Linked DNA regions of Rattus norvegicus: region 1 is linked to region 2. A link is a contact called in public Hi-C data. All regions are on one chromosome and are shown on one strand. The core of a region is the stretch at or near the end of the contact, and the rest is flanking DNA. Distances in the headings are between cores, read along the strand shown.

The links. Hi-C and Micro-C count contacts between places; a contact is called where the count stands out from the background.
Region 1: a contact with region 2 is called in a Hi-C map of liver, with 2.8 times the contacts expected there. The contact joins the enhancer-like site here to the promoter of Itga9 in region 2. A contact is called at or near these places in 4 of 12 Hi-C or Micro-C datasets (Schwann cells, hepatocytes, kidney and 1 more).

The regions. Positions count from the first base shown.
Region 1 is chr8:127,382,718-127,389,313 of GRCr8, reverse strand. All of the region lies in intron 17 of Itga9 (integrin subunit alpha 9), which reads right to left. Among named protein-coding and RNA genes, the nearest start is that of Trnaa-ggc2, 130 kb to the right of the region's middle. Within about 2 kb of position 5,288, at least 9 of the 93 cell types and tissues checked have an H3K27ac peak or open chromatin away from gene starts, as enhancers often do. A contact at or near this core is called in liver, where this site is marked.
Region 2 is chr8:127,182,851-127,189,340 of GRCr8, reverse strand. It overlaps Itga9 (integrin subunit alpha 9), which reads right to left and starts at 4,052. Exons shown (of 28, transcript NM_001420002.1): 1 at 3,637-4,052. The coding sequence starts at 3,824.

The DNA of each region.
Region 1 (6,596 bases), core at 4,039-6,538, 200 kb before region 2:
ATCTAGACAAACCCTCGCTGGCGCTTTCTTCCCAGGTGATTCCAAATGATATCAAGTTGACAATTAAAACAGATGATTACGGTGTCTGATAAATTTTTACATGACCCTGGATGAGTATTTAAAACAAGTATATAGATCAAATATTTGTCAGTAACAAATAATAACTATATTTTAAGATAATTCTTGGGTATACACATGAATTGGATTTTTTTTGAAGACTGAAGCAAGTGTGTGTATACTTATGACCCGGATGTGCTTATCTGTGTAGCACAACGACCCATACGCATACTAATTTGTGCTGCCCGTAACCCATGGGTGTTCAGCCACAAATTGGATTCAGTGGGTCATTTGAAGAGGAGGATATAAAATCGGGAGGAGTTGGGTGCTATAGGTGGGTCTAGGGAGATTGAGAGAAAGGAAGGGGTAACTATGATCAAAATACATTGCATGCAAGCATGAAAGGCTCAAAGGGTAAAACTGCTGTTTAAAACAGCTTGGTACATAGCAGTGATGGTAGAAGATTATTTAAAAAATGGTTTCCTATAATGAAATAATTTTGTTTCATGCAGAAAACATGGCGTGTATGGTAAAAAATGCTGCAGTCTGTAAGCATGGACCCATGAGCATGGATGTGTCAGGCAGCATTCCGCACTGGGGGGGGGGGGTGGTGAGGAGGGCACACGTGGTGCAAAGTTCACACTGGTGAGACTACAGGGAAGTAGACTACTGGGAGACTACAGTGCAGCGCAGGTGAGGACTGCCAAGGATATCTTACATCTGAGTTAGAGTTTGGGGATTGTGAGTTCAGATCCCTGCCACTGCCGAGCCCCGCAATCCCTGCGTTCGGCTGTAAACCCCTGTATTGGGTTGTGAGCCACAGCTGAAGCAGCTCTGGCACAGACAGAGGACACTGGTGACCTTGCTATAAGTAACCCTTGAGAGTCATGGTTGAAAGCTGGACCAAAGTGAGGGGACTACATTAGAACAGAGAGCAGGGGGTGGAGGGTGGGGGGTCTGGAGGTGAGCACAGGGGATCTGGAGGTGAGCACAGGGGTATCTGGAGGTGAGCACAGGGGATCTGGAGGTGAGCACAGGGGATCTGGAGGTGAGCACAGAGGGGATCTAGAGGTGAGCACAGGGGGATCTGGAGGTGAGCACAGAGGGGATCTGGAGGTGAGCACAGAGGGGATCTGGAGGTGAGCACAGGGGATCTGGAGGTGAGCACAGAGGGGATCTGGAGGTGAGCACAGGGGGATCTGGAGGTGAGCACAGAGGGGATCTGGAGGTGAGCACAGGTGGATCTGGAGGTGAGCACAGGGGGGATCTAGAGGTGAACACAGGGGGGATCTGGAGGTGAGCACAGGGGGATCTGGAGGTAAGCACGGAAGGGGATCTGGAGGTGAGCACAGGTGGATCTGGAGGTGAGCACAGGGGGGATCTAGAGGTGAACACAGAGGGGATCTGGAGGTGAGCACAGAGGGGATCTGGAGGTGAGCACAGGGGATCTGGAGGTGAGCACAGAGGGGATCTGGAGGTGAACACAGGTGGATCTGGAGGTGAACACAGGGGGGATCTAGAGGTGAACACAGGGGGGATCTGGAGGTGAGCACAGAGGGGATCTGGAGGTGAGCACAGGGGGGATCTAGAGGTGAACACAGGGGGGATCTGGAGGTGAGCACAGGGGGATCTGGAGGTGAGCACAGAGGGGGATCTGGAGGTGAGCACAGAGGGGGATCTGGAGGTGAGCACAGGGGGATCTAGAGGTGAGCACAGGGGGATCTGGAGGTGAGCACAGGTGGATCTGGAGGTGAACACAGGGGGGATCTAGAGGTGAACACAGGGGGGATCTGGAGGTGAGCACAGGAGGATCTGGAGGTGAGCACAGAGGGGGATCTGGAGGTGAGCACAGGTGGATCTGGAGATGAACACAGGGGGGATCTAGAGGTGAGCACAGAGGGGGATCTGGAGGTGAGCACAGGGGGATCTGGAGGTGAGCACAGGGGATCTGGAGGTGAGCACAGGGGATCTGGAGGTGAACACAGGGGGGATCTAGAGGTGAGCACAGGTGGATCTGGAGGTGAACACAGGGGGGATCTAGAGGTGAACACAGGGGGGGATCTGGAGGTGAGCACAGGGGCATCTGGAGGTGAGCACAGGGGGGATCTAGAGGTGAGCACAGGGGGGATCTGGAGGTGAGCACAGGGGGATCTGGAGGTGAGCACAGGGGGATCTGGAGGTGAGCACAGGTGGATCTGGAGGTGAGCACAGAGGGGGATCTGGAGGTAAGCACAGGGGGATCTGGAGGTGAACACAGGGGGGATCTGGAGGTGAGCACAGAGGGGGATCTGAAGGTGTTTGTTTCAGTAAAATAGAGTTTGGACAAATAGGATAAGTGCTACCGGAGAAGTGGACTGTGGAGATCATGTTTTTAAGGTGGGAATTATCACAGTGCATCGGCACAGGAATGGGAAAGTGCCATCAGAGAAAGCACATGGATGAACACGGGACAGGAATCAGTTACTGGTGGGGCCTGGTGAACACGTGGAAAGCTGTGACTGAATGGACAGTGTGTGAGACACAGCTGCTGGGTGTGGGTGGAGGATGCAGACTCCTGTGTGGCCGTCTGTCCTTGGCATGGAGAGAAGGGGAGGGAGTTTGGGGTGTGGCAGTGGCAGGAGAGCCGGGGGTGGGGTGAATTGGCCGAGGATGATGATGATGAAGACAGAGGTGATAACAGAGATGAGTTTACCAAGCCATGTAAGCTCTGCACAGAACGAAGTCACTCCCAGTTGTTAACTGGTCAGCTGGTTAACGGAAGACGTGGAGACGCCTGAGACCTTGTGCAACGGACAGTTGTTTCTTTGGGCTCTTTGGCTCAGAGACTCCATGACAGATGTGAAGGGTATACCAACAGATCAGGGACAGTTAACCCCTCATGGTCTTTAAGCTGTGGGCACCTGATTAAAGACAGACCCATGATCTACGATGTCCAAGTGGCCCTGCTTTGGTGACTAGCACTCCTGTTGACAGCTCTGGGTTTTGGAGGTTTCACAAGAGCATTCTGAGTTGGCCACAGAAGGTTTGAAGACACAGAAGTCACTTCCATGAGCTACACCTTGCCTCCCTTGCTTCCTCTTGAACTTGTTCATGCTCCCAACCCCCAACCCTCTTTTAAGCCCCATCTGAACTGGCTTGTATCTTTCCAATACGTTAGATTTCAGTTAACTGCCATATGCTTTGTTGTCTGTGGCAATTAACATAGCTAATATGGCGTGCAAGAGAAGAGGACTATTCACACACTCAAACGGCTATGATTCTTTGAAATACAGATTTCATGGGGGAAGGAAACCATCATTACGCATCTGCAGAGAGAAGCCCTGCTGTCTAGCGTGTCTGGCACGCCAACAAGAAAAACATGCGCGACAAGAAATCGGATGGCCTCACTTTGGAAGCGAGAACTCTGAGGATCCAAACAAGATGTGAAAAATTAACTCAGGGAAGAGAGTTACGAATTCTTGAATGGTCTCCAACGAATTAAGACCTCGACCTCAAGCCTTTGTGCTGAAGATTTATTATTGTTGGCCAGTCTGGTTCTAAACAATTGATGGGTTATTTCTGTCCCCATTTGCTTTTGTAACATGAAAGGGAACTGTCAGTCCTTGAGTATGGAACAGCATTAACCTAGCTTGACCAGGAGAAGGACCTGCATGCATGCTCACAGAAGGCCAGTCACCTCAGAGAGAGCAGGCACTGTGGAATATTAAGCAGAGAGACCACATAGGCAGGCACAGCATCACAGGCTAGAGAGCTGCCGCCTCTCTGAGTGTTGTAGTTCACAAGACTAGGTCTCTTTCTCTCCTGTGTGAATGCCAAGGAATCAGGCCAGAGACACCTGAACTCCTGCCAGGCCCCTCACCACGGGCCTCTGCCACTTAACCATGCAGTAAGGTCATTCCTGGGTTTTCGTAGTCAAGTGATTCTGGCTCTGTGATTAAGGGAAGCCAGGCACCTTCCAGGGTAGACAGTGGACTCAAAACTTTGAAAAGAGAAACCTCGGAGTTGTTTTCATTCTTTCTCTAAAGCTAAAACTCTATAACCAAAACAGTAGGTCGCTGCTCCCTAAGTTATTCTTAGAAATGAAATGAAAATACATTTACTAGCACAGGACCGGGTACTGTCAAACAAGCCTTTCTGAGGACTCACAGGACTGGATGGGAAAGCCGCTTTTAGAGCTGAGGAAATCACGAAGCAGAGAGGTGGAGGCTGGAGGAGAAGTGAGAGCCTCCCATGCCTCCAAAGCCCACTCCTTCCCACTGTCACCTGCGTCCTTTAGTCCCCTGTCTGCCATAGTGCCAGAGGTCCTTCCTGATCTCCCCCTGTGAATGACAACGTCCCTGTTGTGAGTTCACCAGCTACATGAATTCTTCTCAGAACTTTACCAAGGTAGCTTCACACTAATTTTTAAAATTAATTTAAAAAGAATTTTCGTACATATATATAATTAAACATGGTCATTTATACTTGCAGTTTTTCCTTCTGACTCCCAACTCAACTTCATAATCCGTCCCCATCTCTCTGATAACTCACTGCCTCAGTTACTTTTCTACTGTTGTGACAAAATACCATGACCAAGGCAACTTATAAAAGAAAGCACTTAATTGGAGCTCACAGTTCCAGATGGTTCGAATCCATGACTATCATGTCAGGGAGCATGGCAGCTGGCAGGCATGGCGCAAGAGCAGTAGCCGAGAGCTTACATCTGATCCAAAATCATAGGCACACAGGCAGACAGGCAGGCAGGCAGGCAGGCAGGCAGGCAGACAGACAGACAGACAGACAGACAGACAGACAGACAGACAGACACAGACACACACACACACACACACACACAGGAGAGCAAGAGTGAGAGAGGGAGAGAGTGAGAGAGAGCGAGAGAGTGAGAGAGAGCAAGAGAGAACGAGAGAGAGCGAGAGAGACTAACTGAGAATGCTGTGGGTTTTGAAACCTCAAAACCCATCCCCACTGACATACTTCCTCCAAAAAGCCCACACTTCCCAATCCTTCCTAAACATTTCCACCATCTGAGGGACCAAACATCCAAATATTTGAGTCTATGGGACCATGTGCATTCAAACCATACCCACTAAGTCCACTTGACACTCTTCAGTGCCATGTAAGGGGAGGGTTCAGGGACGTGAGACACAAACTTCCAGACTTGACATGGTGTGGCACTTAAATGTCACACAAGCTGTGGTTACTCGAACCAGATCAATCCAGACTAAATTCCAGCGTAGGTCAGGGAGGTTCTCTCCAGGTCGTGTCCCTCACCCAGGAGCTGTTGGCAGTTCACAGCTAGCTCTGGGGGAGAGAGAATCATTGCTTTGTATGTGTGGCTACTGGTAGATCCTGCATAGTAATCTGGGACAGAGGACCATGTCTCTACCACAGGGTCTGACAGCGGGGCCAGGAGCCTTTGCTCTGGTCTGCTCACAAGGGCAGAATTGGTTCCAACACCAAATTTCTAAGGGAGTCTAATGTCCTGACAATTAGGAAGATTGGCCTGGAACTGGTGTGTTGGTCATTTAATCCTTCAGTGGGGTGTCAGAGGCTGGCCTCCCCTACGGAAGTTCTATGAGTCCGCATTGAACAGCAGACAAGTGCCCCCAAGCAGACCTTCGACTGTCAGTCCAACCTTCCCATTTCCCAGAGGGAGAAGCTGAGTCTGAGCGAGGACCCACTCACCTGAGGTCACCCAGCCATGCTGGCTCTGAGCTAGAGCAAGGGTCAAATGTCCTTGGCTATCCATGCTGCAGCTCTTGTATAATGAAGCCCATCACATGGGGAAGGGCTCTGGCGAGAAAGGTTCTTTCAATGACTTCGGAATAGAACAGGCCTGTGTGAAGACCTGCTGCTCAGACAGGCCTGCCAAGAGTCTAAAACAATCGTGCACAGTTTGTGTGCCAGACATTCCACGGGTGCTTGTTTATTTATTGAGGAACAACCTTTCTAATTTTCGAGGAATTTTATCCTCTGATAAAATTTCCCATTAATTCTAATTTGCTTGTGCAGTCGCGGGTCGTGCTCCTTTGTACGCAGGCCCTGGCTGCACTTTCAAGTAAAAGGCATCGTTAATAGACATCAAAGATTTAAACTGCGCTGTTTCCGTAAGCCTCATCTTCTGGCACTTTCATAGCTTGAGGAACACATATAACTTATTTTTTTTATTAAAAATTCCTCTTTAATATATCTTCGTATTGTGTGTTCTGTGTGTGTGTGTTGCCTGCATGCCTCTGTGTAACTGTGTGCATGCCTAGTGCCTGTGGAGGCCAGAAGAGGATGGCAGGTCCCCGGAACTAGAGTTACAGATATTTATGACCACACGGGTGCTGGGAATTGAACCTCCAGAAGCTCAGTCAGGGATCTCTGCAGCCCTCCTGATACACACTAATACACCTTTGGAATGTATTATGGAGTCCCTAATTCTTTAGCATGAATTCACTCGTTGTTCCAAATGCCAGTTGGTACTGGTGACCAACGGGAGTTGCATGAGGTCCCAGAATCTTTGCTACACTTATTCTTTGGCCTCATTCCTTCTG
Region 2 (6,490 bases), core at 2,803-5,302:
CGGGAGAGTTCTGAGTGTGCAGACGCTCTCTGGGTATCATCAGAAGAAAGGGAAAAAAAGCTCGGTCACTTTCATGTCTGCATCAAAACTGGTACCAATGCCATCGGGTTCTTATGGTTTATCCACAGGGACAATTCTTGCTGACCAAGGCACGGTGACAAGGGTCTGTTCAAGAAGTACTTTGAACAAGGCTGGGTCTGGTTGTGTCATGAATGGGAGTATGGTTTCGGGAGCCAGACTCAACACAGGGGTTCTGAGAGGCAAGGTCCCCCCTGTTTTCATGCGGGCATTGACCTCCCTCAAGAAGGAACAATTTGAGTTCATAAAGCACTTGGCTACAGACCAAAGAGCTGACAGTTTCACCGCAGAGACACTTCATGTGCTCTGTCACACACACACACACACACACACACACACACACACACACACACACACACACGCCTGTGGGTCTTGTAAAACATCCTGTGGTGCAGGCTCAGGTCCAGTTTAACACTGCTGAGTGGTGGTAAACCTTTATGGGGTTAGGCCTGTGGGAAGTCTCACTCTTTAAAAAGGACAGCCCAGCCCCTGCCTCTTTCTCTATTTTTGCCCTTCATGAACTTCCACAATGATGCAGCCCTGATCCTGACAGAGCTAAAAAGCATCAGGGCCAACAACCATCGCCTCCAGTCAGAATCTTGCCAAAAGGAACCTCTGCTCTTTGTAAGTTTTCTAACTCAGGTGTGTGTTACAGTAACAGGAACTGGTACCACGACCTGGATCCCTCAGCTCTGCCACCTGGTGTCTGGGTTCTCCCTGTCCTTTCCAGCACATTCTCTCTGCCCTGTGCACAATACAACCCAGAGCTAGTTAGCATGAAGCGAAGGTCCCAAATCACATCACAACTGATAAACTAAAGACCATTTCATCTGGAAGAGGAACAGAAGATACAATGTTTACTTAACGTTAGCCATCTTTCCTACCCAGGTTTCATCGTTGTTTCTCCTGGAGACACCTCTTCTCTCCCCACTTTAGACTGTGAACTTTCTAAGCTACTCCACCAAGTTTTCTCTGCTCTCCCACTCTCTGCACCACACCACCCTTTGGCTAAACAGCTACTAAACTCCAAGACCCAAATCCCCCGTGTTTCCCACTTCACAGGAACCTTTGTAATACAATACAGAATACTGTAAAACTGTCATTCTAGCTGACTGAGGAATTCTGATTCCAGGAATTGATTGGGAGGAAATAATTAAGAACGTCCACAGCGTTTCACTGTAAGAATGCTTACATATGTTATTACAATTATAAGCAACTGGAAACGACCCAGGAAGTTTAGAGGACAATGGTCGGGAACTACCTAATACTAAGAGACTTACATTCAGTCATTAAGTCAATCAACCGACCCTAGAGTTGTTAAGTTAAGGCAAAGATTGAGGGTCAACGCAGATTTCACAAGACTAGACCCATGGCTACCTCTAAGATTTTCTTAACATATAGGCATAAAAGTAAACCTGGGGCTGCAGTAGGGGCTTGTGTAAGTGAAAAGCCTTTGTCCCAGGCTCTGTTGACCTCACACAGGTCTCACTCCAGAGGAGGAGAGAAGAAATGGAAGTTTCTCTTGCTTCAAAGTTCACAGGCCCCTGACTAGGAATAGCAGCAGAAGAAGCTGTATTTAAAGCTGAGGGGAAAATGTTAGGGAAATGAAAGAAGAAAGAAAAGTGTGGGGAGGAAAGGGTTGTTTTTTTTTTTTAAGCAGCAAAAGAATTCAAGAAGAGACTATGGTACTATAGTGAGAATACCGTCTGCTTCAAAGAGATTTTATATTTGTAAAAATTATATCTTATATATGAGATATACACACATGTATATTTATTTATTTATTTATTTATTTATTTATTTATTTATTTATTTCAGGGGCTGCTAAAAACCTGAGGGAGCAGTAGCACTCCAGGGTAGGGAGTGGTTGGGCAGCAGGTGGGACACTTCTGAGATCAGCAGGCCAGCTGCTTGTCCCCACAGAAATGCCTTACCCTTTCCTGATGAGGTCAAGCCCCAGCATGACCACCACAGCAATGCAGCATGGGTGCCCAAGCATCAGACCAAACCCTCTTTCTCTGCAAAACTTATTCACAACCTCTTTTAAAAACGAAGCAAGCTGAACACCTCGCTCCTCTGCTGGCTCTGCTCCTATCTAGTTACCGACCAGAGAGGCTGTGATCTGGGGACCATCCAAATCCAGGTGACAGGAGCCTGGCCCCTGTCCCTAGACCCAGGTTGTTGCAGAGCACAGCGGCTAGCCACACCTTTGGCTCCCTTGGCTGCCTGACCTTTCCTTAGTAGCCCCCAACCCAGAACAGCCCTTCTATCTTTGACAGCTCCTCCCATATGCTAGTGCCAAGGCCACACTATGTGGGGTTCTGGGATGTACTCTACAAACTCTCCAGCTGTAATCTGTACCAAGCCCAAAGCCCATGGTGGACCTGGAGTCAGGGGACAATAGGAAAGTGTTCTGCCCTGCTGTCTGAAAAGGGTTTGTCAAACGCAGGAAGCAACTGTGGCTGGTAACACTGTGACTAGAATCAACGTCAGGAAAGGATGTGGACGAAAGGACTTTGGAAACTGCTCTCTTAAGTACATGGCCGTGTTAAAAAGGCCAGTCGCAAAGTTCTCTTTCCCCAAGGTTCTGGAAGGCCCGCATCCACAAACCCCCTATTTGCTCTGCCCCTGTCCAGTTCTGAGCACAGACTCCCAGTGTGTTACATATCCAACACACACACATTCCCGGTCTCCATCTCCCAGCCCGCTGCCTCTAAGGATGCTCACTCACTGAATAACACCCTCAACTTGAACTAGCCATCTCCTGGTCCCACAGTAACATCATCTAGAACGAGGTTGAACTGAACTCTAGCTGCTATGAGAAGGTGGGCGTGGTGCAGCGGCCGCTTCATTCCAGGAAAGCGGTCTACCTATCTTCTCTAAGCGCTTCTGCTGAAGGGTCAGTTAACTTCACTATTGATGCTTAATGAGGGAGAGACATTCTTTCCTGCAGGCCCACCCATCTCGCTAGTCAGCAACCATACCCCTTGATCCAAAAACCTCATTCTCTTAAGTCCTGTCTCTAGACTGGCACGTGGGAGAAGAGCTCCAGGCTGCCCACCAACCACACAGTCTGTTCCTTGAGTGGGGGGAGTCCTCCATGCATCCCAGATCCTCTCAGAACCTTGTGGGGTCCCCAGTTCCCCTCTGGAGATCCCTACGCCCCCCAGAACCAACTCCCACCCATCCCCTGTTTCCCTGCTTCTTGCGTGCTGCTGCCCTAGAGTTACATGGAGTGGTCCCCCGAGAGCAGCCTGGCCTCCTAGGGGCCCTCCGGGAATCTGGGGCAGTCGGCCAGCCAGCGGTGGCCCCTCGAGGGCAGACAGCCAACTAACTTTACTGTGGCGAGAATGAAGCTGCGCCTGAATGCCCAGGGAGAGCAGGGACCCCAGGGACCCCCGGGGCCTCGGAGAGCAGGCCAGGATGTCAGCGTGGCCGTTGGACATTTAAATCGGCTCCTCGGGAGGCGGCGTGGAAGAGGCCGGAAAGGCGGCGGCGGACTTGGGGGATCGCGGGGTGGCCGCACCGGAGTCGAGGATCCACAGGGGGTACACTCACCAGCGCGTGTTGTCGTGGAAGTGCTCCAGCACCGCGTAGCCGAAGAAGGAGCCCGGGGGGCCCTGGAAGCGCACCGGGCGCTGCGCGTCGATGTTGTAGGCGCCCGCCGGGACCCCCGCGGCCACCAGCGCCAGCAGCAGCGCGCGGAGCCCCCCGGCGCCGGTCCCCTTTGCAGCCGGGCCGCCCATCCCCAGCCGGCCGCCGCCCTGCGCCCTGCCCCGCGATCGGGGCTCCCGGGACACGACGCTGCCCGGGGCGCGAGCTGTGCACTCCAAGTCTGAGCCCGGGACGCTGGGAAGGGCTGCAGCGCGAGCAGGAAAGAGGCCAGGGGAGGCCGCCAGCGCGCCGCGTCCTCTCGATCCCCGCCGAGAGCTCTGCGCTCTCCGATGGAGTGGGTCCGGGGCCCGGGCGGCACTGGACTGCGGAGAGGCGCGCCCGAGGGGTGGGCGGCCCGGGCGGCCCTGGCGGGACGGGCCCGCAGCGCCCCCTGCTGGACGCGGCTCCCGGAGCACCGCCTGGACCTGGTGCTGAACCTGGATGAACCACATCCTCTCCAGTATCCTAGGCTCTGTGGGGTCCAAGCTGGCTGGGTCTCTCTCCTTTTGTCTTACACTGTGAGTCTTTCTCAAGTCTCTTTCACACACAAAGGCCTAAAGTCACCCGAGCCAAGGATGAGTGAATATTCTGGCCCTGCCCGTCTGGAAGCTCTTCTTCAGAGGGAACCGCTCAAGACCTCCAGTCAGTTGCCTTAAGAATTAGTCATGTGAGGGGCTGGGGATTTAGCTCAGTGGTAGAGCGCTTACCTAGGAAGCGCAAGGCCCTGGGTTCGGTCCCCAGCTCCGAAAAAAAAAGAACCAAAAAAAAAAAAAAAAAAGAATTAGTCATGTGGACTTCCATACTCCCAGACCTGGCCAGTGCTTTCCAAGTCGGGGGACACACAATGCAGCCAGGTGTGCTCCCCTGCGTGTGGGAGATTAAGGTGAAGCGTACATTGCATGAAGTTAATGTCTTAACCTCATTTTGGTTGTTCGATGATCATCTTGCAAATTAAATTACATACAAGTTTAACAAGCACGCCCCGCCCAGTCCAGCCCCTGGCAAGTTTCATTTATCTCTGACTCTGTGAAATTGGCTAGTCCAAGTTTAATGTTATTACTGAACTAACTCTTTACTCTGGTAAAAGCACCACCCTCTCCCCACTCCTCCCCACCCTCTCCACTTCGGAAGTCTCATTCATGCTAAACGCACATGCTGCTTTCGTCTCTTTCTTTCTAATTGGGTTTGTCCTTACATGCACAAGCCTAGGATAGGCAAGGGTGTGTGAGGGTGCACATTCCAGGGCTATCTACTCCCCAGTAGCCTAAACTCAGGGATCTTTCCAAGTGAAGAGCCTCTCCTGGCTGTCATCAGAAGAGTTGTGACAAAGGAAGCTGAGTCACTGCTAGGTCCATGAGGTAAAGAAGTCAGGCAGCTTCAAAGACCAAGGACAGAGAAATGTCTTCTCCCCTACCCCTTCCAGGAAGGCAGCCCAGAGATAGAAGTCTTGGCATCAGTCCAGTAAGACCCATGACCTCCAGAATCGTTAGACGATTAATGTTGCTGTCTTAAGCCACTGCACTCAGGTGATTTGCATAGCTCGGACACACAACTGCTGCCTTACTTGGGTTAAACACCATGACCAAAAACACGTGACAGAGGAAAGGGTTTTTTTGGCTTACACTTCCACATCACTGTTCATCATCGAAGGAAGTCAGGACAGGAACTAACCCAGGGCAGGAACCTGGAGGAACTAACCCAGGGCAGGAACCTGGAGGCAGGAGCTGATGCAGAGGCCATGGAGGGAGGCTGCTTACTGGTTTGCTCCCCATGGCCTGCTTTCTTAGAGAACACAGGACCACCAGGGCCAGGAATGGCACTGCCCACAATGGGCTGGGCCCTCCCTCCTCAGTCACCAGTTAAGATCTTGTGGAGGGAAGCATTTTCTCAAGTGAGGCTCCCGAATCTCAAATGACTAGAGCTTGTGCCATGTTGATGCAAAACTACCCAGCATAAGTGCTATATGCACCTGTCTTAGTTTCCCTCCTGGGAAACTTTAATAAACACTCTGATCAAAGGCAACTTGGAGCAGGAAAGGGTGTATCCCGGCTTACAGGTTAGTCTCACTGAAGAGAGGAGGGGCATGAATCTGGGCCAGTAGCTGAGGGAGAACTCATGAAGGAACTATGCTTACTGAATTTCCTCGCTGGCTTGCTTCTTCCCATGCTCAGCTAGCTTTACAAAGGGCATAGGTCACCTGTGCAGGAAATGGTGCTGCTCAGTCTGAGCTCTCATACACCAATCATGCTCAGAGGCGAAGCTGATGAAGACGATCACTCGAGGTTTTTTTTTTCCCCCTCCAGGTGATTTCATACTGCAGGAAACGGACATCAATGCTAACTAGTACAGCAGCTGAAGTTCTATGTAAAGGTGTGTTCTTATAGATTTTTGCAAACTCTTAAGAGAAAAAGTCGACTTTAAAAGGTTAGGAACTGGGAGCTAGAGACGTGGCTCAGAGGTTAAAAGCACTTGTGACTCTTGCGAAAGACCCGAGTTCGATTCTCAGCACCTACATATTGGTTCACAACCCCCTGTAACTTCAGCCCCAGAAGACCCTACTTCCTCCTCTGGCCTTCCCAGGCACTAGACGCATGCTGTACCCACACATTTATGCAGGCATACGACGATACACAGGAAATGAAAACAAATGGACCTTTAAAAAAGCTTCAGGTCCACTGGTATAAAACACACCAATTACAACCCTTATAAACTAAACCTCAAAGTTATACTGGTTAAAAAAAAATGAAAACAAACTGTT